Linked DNA regions of Pan troglodytes: region 2 is linked to region 1. Evidence: chromatin contacts called from public Hi-C data. All regions are on one chromosome and are shown on one strand. Each heading gives the region's core, a stretch centred on a gene start, on an enhancer-like site or on the middle of the called end of the contact. The rest is flanking DNA. Distances are from core to core; before and after follow the strand shown. Region 1 holds the start of LPL (lipoprotein lipase). Region 2 has its middle 69 kb from the start of SLC18A1.

Evidence for each region. A called contact is a pair of places that touch in the nucleus more often than the background predicts.
Region 2: a Hi-C map of induced pluripotent stem cells shows a contact between it and region 1, with 2.1 times the contacts expected there. The contact joins the enhancer-like site here to the promoter of LPL in region 1. A contact is called at or near these places in 2 of 7 Hi-C or Micro-C datasets (induced pluripotent stem cells and stem cell-derived neural progenitor cells).

The regions. Positions count from the first base shown.
Region 1 is chr7:28,246,796-28,250,189 of NHGRI_mPanTro3-v2.0_pri, forward strand. LPL (lipoprotein lipase) reads left to right here and starts at 1,476. Exons shown (of 10, transcript XM_001149804.8): 1 at 1,476-1,793. The coding sequence starts at 1,706.
Region 2 is chr7:28,421,392-28,425,016 of NHGRI_mPanTro3-v2.0_pri, forward strand. No RefSeq gene overlaps it. Among named protein-coding and RNA genes, the nearest start is that of SLC18A1, 69 kb to the right of the region's middle. Within about 2 kb of position 1,455, at least 1 of the 24 cell types and tissues checked has an H3K27ac peak or open chromatin away from gene starts, as enhancers often do. A contact at or near this core is called in induced pluripotent stem cells, where this site is marked.

The sequences.
Region 1 (3,394 bases), core at 226-2,725:
CGAAGTTTAATTTTTGGCAGGTTTCAAGATTCTCTACATACTTTGTAGGTTAGAGTGAACGTGCACAGTATATTGTGTAATAATTGCAATACAAGACGGTGTGTTGTGGCACGGAATGCATCAACTTAAAGATAGAATTGTTGTGCAGAATAGAGACCTTTGAAATATTTGGGTATTATCAACTTTTATTTCATTTTTTGAGAAAAACTTAAAAAGTGAGCCCAGTTTTTTAAAAAGCATTTCGTTGTTCTAACCTACAATTGTGCATTGTATGTTTGTGTGTGTGTGTGACGGAGGGTGGGATGAATAAAAGGGGACATTAAAAATATTCAGACCATAAATATAGTAGATTGGAGGTTCTGATTTGATGAGCCAGTTTCTCAGCCATAAACTGAGAGGGGGTTGGGGATACACTTCATTGTCCTTCCTGGCTAATGTAAATCCCTTATATTTAAAAAGATATTTAAAAGTATTCCAAGCATTTCGGCAGAAAAGCATAGTATCTAATGTTATTTTTTTCTTATTTTATGTGCATGCCTCTTATCCATGTAAAAATAGCTTTACTGACTTATAATTTACACACTATATAATTCTCCCATTGAAAGTGCATAATTCTGTTGCTTTTAGTATATTTACAGAGTTGTGCAGCGTCAGCATAATGTAATCTAGAACATTGTCATCAACTACCCCCAAATCTCTATTCTTCCCTTCCCCTATTAATTACCCAGCCCCAGGCAAGCACTGATCTACTTTTGGTCTCTATAGATTTGTCTATTTGTGGACACTTTAAATGGAATCGTACAATATGTGTCTTTTGTGACTATCTTCTTTCACTTATCATAACTCAATACGGCTTTAGATTATTTGACCTCGATGTTCTGCCTCTGAACATAAAATATTATCCTTGCATTCCTTGATGAGTTTGAGGATTGAGAATAATTTGCATGAGACAAAAATTAGAAACTAGTTAGAGCAAGTAGGCTTTTCTCCATCACATAAGCTGATCCATCTTGCCAATGTTAAAACACCAGATTGTACAAGCACAAGCTGGGACGCAATGTGTGTCCCTCTATCCCTACATTGACTTTGCGGGGGTGGGGATGGGGTGCGGGGTGAGTGAGGGAGGACTGCAAGTGACAAACAGGATTCATCAAAAGAGAGGTGTATTAAAGTGCCTATCAAATGTAATTTAACAGCTAAACTTTCCCTCCTTGGAAAACAGCTGATTGTTGAGTATTTAACGTGAATCGATGTAAACCTGTGTTTGGTGCTTAGACAGGGGGCCCCGGGTAGAGTGGAACCCCTTAAGCTAAGCGAACAGGAGCCTAACAAAGCAAATTTTTCCGTCTGCCCTTTCCCCCTCTTCTCGTTGGCAGGGTTGAGCCTCATTACTGTTTGCTCAAACGTTTAGAAGTGAATTTAGGGCCCTCCCCCCAACTTATGATTTTATAGCCAATAGGTGATGAGGTTTATTTGCATATTTCCAGTCACATAAGCAGCCTTGGCGTGAAAACAGTGTCAGACTCGATTCCCCCTCTTCCTCCTCCTCAAGGGAAAGCTGCCCACTTCTAGCTGCCCTGCCCTCCCCTTTAAAGGGCGACTTGCTCAGCGCCAAACCGCGGCTCCAGCCCTCTCCAGCCTGCGGCTCAGCCGGCTCATCAGTCGGTCCGCGCCTTGCAGCTCCTCCAGAGGGACGCGCCCCGAGATGGAGAGCAAAGCCCTGCTCGTGCTGACTCTGGCCGTGTGGCTCCAGAGTCTGACCGCCTCCCGCGGAGGGGTGGCCGCCGCCGACCGTAAGTTTTGCGCGCAAACTCCCCTCCACCTGCAGACCCGGCGGGTGGCCACTGCCACCCGAACTGAGGATGAGAAGAAGGAAGTTGGAAGGGGCAGTGGATGCGCCCAGGGACTCTCCCAGCCTGGGCTCTAGCCCCGAAACGGTCCCCGGAGTGGGATCCAGGAGGGGCCGGGAGGGAATCTCCTCCCGATCGTGAAGCGGCGGCGCCCAGTTCCCGCTTTTTCTCTCTGCCGGGTTCCCGCGCTATCTCTTCCACTCTGGCTGGGACCGCGTTCCCGGGCGCGCAGGCTCCGCCGGGGAGGTTCCGGGGTGTGGGGGCCGGGACGGCGGAGGCGGGGAGTAAGGGCCCGGCTGGCGGTGACCTGCAGTCACCTCTCTGCCGGAGGGGCTCTGGAATGAAAGGCGCGCGGGCCAAGGTGACCTCGGCTTGGTTGGCACTGCGGCTCAGCCCCCGCCCGGGGACTCGCGGGCCGACTGTGGCCCCTTCTGGGGAAGCCGGGGCGCGGGGAGGCGTTCCGGGCATCTCAGCCGCACGGGGCACGCTCGCCCTCGGCGGGGCCCCTCGCTCCGCTGTGGGAGTGGCAGTGGGTGTCGGGGTGGAGAAAGGACGCGTGGCGCGGAGTCCTGGGGACGCGGCGTCCCACCCGCTCTGGGGAGCCCGGGACTCTCTCCAGCTTCCAGGCTCGCATGCGCCTCTTTTCTTAGTGCCCTGAGAACCCAGCGAGGGGCTGACCCTCCCGAAACCGTGGCGCAGCCACCAGCAATCTGTGGTCGCCGACTCGGGGGTTGCCAGGTCTGCATTTGGCCACCCTTTCTGTCCTGGGGGCTGAGGCCAGCTCCGGGCGCCCGGCCCCGCCGCGCGGCTGCGAGCACGTGGGGTTGACGGGCGCCGCGTGGAGGCAGCGAGCACAACGGTGGTCACCGCCGCCAGGGAACCGCCCGCTCGCTGGGGTCCAGGCGCTCGGGGCCAAATGAGAATGTCTCAGACCTGTCCGCAATGGAGGCAGCCTGCTTAATTCGAACCTCGATTCAGTAAACATGCAACAGCAGCATAGAGAGCAGCTGAAGCCATTCATAACACGGGACAACATTTCCTTTTTTCTTCCTTGCTGGAATTGCAATTAGGGCGGTGTCGCTTGGATGTGCTCTCAGGCGGCACGTCCCCAGCGGTTCAAGTTATAATAGAGTCTGTCCATAGCTTTGATGGCCGCTAAACGTTTGTTTTATTTTGGCATTAATTTGTGAAACATTTTTGTTAGATTAAAAAACAAAAAGTTGGCAGGGAGCAGTGGCTCACCCATGTAGTCCCAGCACTTCGGGAGGCCGAGGCCGGAAGACAGCTTGAGCCCAGAAGTTCGAAATCAGCCTGGGCAACATAGGGAGACACCGTCTCTATTAAAAAAAAATACAAAAATTAGCCGGGCGTGGTGGCCTGTGCCTGTGGTCCCAGATAGTCAGCAGGCTGAGAGATCACTTGAGCCAGGGAGTTTCAGTAGACTGCAGTGAGATGTGATTGCCCCACTGCACTTTATCCTGGGTGACAGTGAGACCCTGTCTCATAAAACTAAAACAAAACAAAACAAACCCTAAGTATAGATT
Region 2 (3,625 bases), core at 205-2,704, 170 kb after region 1:
CTTTCTCACTTCAATCAATCTCCTGCAATTATAAACTTTGATAATGCTTGGAGCTGAATGCTTCTGTCCCCCACTTGCCAAGTTTATATATTGAAGCTTTAACACCCAAGGGGATGATATTTGGAGATGGGTCCTCTGGGAGATGATTAGGATTAAATGAGGTCAGGAGGATGAGACCCTGGTCTGATGGACTTAGTGCCCTTAGAAGAAGGGATACCAGAGAGCTTTCTCTCTCCCTTTCTCCAGGAGCGTATACTAAAGAAAGTCCACAGGAGTAGGTGGAGTGGTAGCAGCCATCTGCCGGCCAGAAAGGGGGCCCTCGCCAGAACCTAGCCATGCTGGCACCTTGCTCTCAGCCTTCCAGCCTCCAGAATGTAGGCCATCCAATCTATAGGTTTTTATTTTGTTTTGTTTTGAAGACAGAGTCTCGTTCTGTTACCCAGGCTGGAGTGCAGTGGCACTTTCGGCTCACTGCAACCTCCACCTCCCAGGTTCAAACAATTCTCCTGCCTCAGCCTCCTGAGTAGCTGGGATTACAGCACTTGCCGCCACCATGCCTGGCTAATATTTTTGTATTTTTAGTAGAGATGGGGTTTCACCATGTTGGCCAGGCGGGTCTCGAACTCCTGACCTCGTGATCTGCCTGCCTCGGCCTCCCAAGGTACTGGGATTACAGACGTGAACCACTATGCCCAGCCTATTCTGTTTTCTTAAAAAATAAGCTCTAGCAAGGTTTTTTCGAGAAAAATTTGGCATGGTGTACCTTTCACCAGTCTGTTCTGGCACACCACTGGTGATACTATGATCGCCCTGATCAATGGTAGCCAGTATGCCTACTCTGTAGTATTTTCCACATGCTATGCCTGATTGGATATTATTGCTACCTTAGTGATGGACAAGTTTTGGCCAACATCATGTTGTCCTCTATTTTCTATTTCCTTGAAGTTGGGCAGTTGTTAGCAGGCATGGCCTATTTCGCTTTGCCTCACCTGATCATCTCTGGAGTCTGCTTACATCCCAGCACAGATTTTCTACTTTTCATGTGTTATAATCTAGAGTTGATGCATTCCAGTGAGTTTTTCTACAAAGCAAACATTAAGCACAGACCTGAAGGCCTCTTTTGCCACCACCTCAAAACTATGCCCATGGTAAAGGGAATTTGAGGAGACATAAAATTAAAAACAAAAACAAAATAACTGGATCTAGCTTTCTGAAGCCAAGCCCATTAATAAAACCTCCCCAAGTCATTGAGAGGGCCTCTGGGGTCCCTTGGGGCCCTGCGAATGCCAGTGGCCATGCTGTCACCTCAGTAGGCTTGCATCTGCCCACCCCTGCTGAGACTCATCTCTCCACGTGAATCCCAGGCTATGGTATTTTGTTATGGCAGCCTGAGCTGACTAAAGCAGATAATATTTCAAGTCTTTTGCTAAGTAACTTCTTTTTCTCTTGTTTTACTCTCTAATTCCCGACAGGATAGTGCCCTCTCCTGGAGAGCAAGGTCGTACCCACCTTAGCATCCTTCCCAGGAACTGACACTCAAATAGGGATTTGTCTCATTCAATCCAGTTCAGCATTTCAGACCAATTGAGGAAAGGCCTGTCTACATTTGTGAGAAAGTATGTTTCTGAATATAATTCAAGAGATCTAGTTTTATATTTTTTAAATTGTATTCTAACTAAAATCATTTTCTAAACGTATCATTTGAGAGAACTCCTTTTGAGTCTTTAACGTATAAATAGAAATTGTTGACTTAGTTGGATTTTAATGGGTTTTTCTTACTCTTGACAATGCTTACGTGGGCTTTTCATGCCTCTGAAGTATTCTGAATCTCCAACCTGCCATCGTGTTTACATTACTTCTTCCCAGTGTTGAATCAAGTTTGGCCTAAAGCTACCTCCTGACGCATTTTATGATCAGCCTAAAGGTTTCTCTATACATCATGAATTATAACCTAAATGGAGGTGTAAACAGACTGTAGCCTACTTTGTGCCTATCACTGAGTTTTGGCCAATCAAACGTGGCCATCTATTCAAAGTGTGCAAATAAGGCAAGCTCCAAGCTGTAACGAATCCACCTGTTTGTTCCTCACATCTGTTGTCTTTAAGTCACTTTCCTTTTTCTGTCCATAAATCTTCTTCCACCATGTGGCTGCGCTGGAGTCTCTGAGTCTATTCTGGCTCCAGAGGCTGCCCGATTCTCGAATTGTTCTTTGCTCAATTAAAACTCTTTTAAATTTAATACATCTGCTGTTTTTAACAACAGCAAGAACCACACTTCCTTTATAATCAATCATAAATCAATTCATCCTTCATCTGATCCACTGTGATTTCTCAGGAAATTAAAACAGAATTAGTGAGGTTTAACAATATGTGTATTTTACAGAACAAGTTTTCTTCTCCAATCAGTTCACATCTGCAAAACTTTATCTTTTCTTAGCATGCTTACTACAACATGGGAAAGAAAAACACCCCAAAAAAGTTGAGGGCTGGTTTTCCACTCCTCCCCTCCATCCGAGATGGGATGTTGACTCTGTCTCTGAAATTTATAGCAACACAGCTCTAATAGCAGAGACAAGGAAAGGCCTGGCTTCTTAGGAACTCACTGTACCTCCACTTAGAAATTTACGTGGCCCAGAGATCACAGCAGCTGATGAAAATAAGGGTGTGAGATTGTTAGACAGGATACCTAACTCAGTGGGGCTGCTGTGTCCTCATCGGGAAAAAGAATCACAATGCACTTCCTGTGTTCAAGTGGATGTTAGTTTGTTACCTACAGGAAGCACTCAGCAAAGCTTCTTAGATTATTGAAGAAGGAGCTGAAGAAGTCCTTATAACTATACTCTGAACAGCACAGTCTATTAAGCCTGAGGCCCTCTGCCTGGTTGGGAGGACTCTTCCATTTCTCCTGCTTGATGGCAGTGGCTGCTTCCTCCAGCAATTCTCTTTCCTGACTCACCCTCTCCAACAGATGCTCCCTACTACCCGCAGACTGGCCTCAGGTGTGTTTGCTCCATAGACTGGCCTTAGGTGTGTTTGTGTCCACAATCCTTGTTCAGAAACATTCTATGGTACCTGAAGTATCCACACTATTAATTCCAAACATCTTCAAAATGGTATTCAAAGCCCTTCACACTCTCGCTGCTTCTAAATGTTCCAGCCTTCTCTCTCATTACAACTTCCCAAGCATGTGATTCATAACCCCCGTGGGTCTGGACCTACGCTAGTGTCTCCTACCTTTGCTCAAACTATTCTCCTTCCACATGGCCTCATTTTTTACCAATTTGGCCAGTGCTGTGTTGAGCCATGTTGGAGTCCAAGCAAAAGGAAAGATACACACCCCCATATGCACTTCTCACACTGCTAATAAAGACATACCTGAGACTGGGTAATTTATAAAGGAAAGAGGTTTAAAGGACTCACAGTTCCACATAGCTTGGGAGGCCTCACAAATCATGGTGGAAGGCAAATGAGGAGCAAAGTCACATCTTACATGGTGGCAGGCAAGTGAGAACTTGCACAGGGGAACTCCCATTTATAAAACTATCAGATCTCGTGAGACTTATTCACCACCATGAGAACAGTATGGGAGAAACCACCCTGATGTTTCAATTATCTCCACCTTGCCT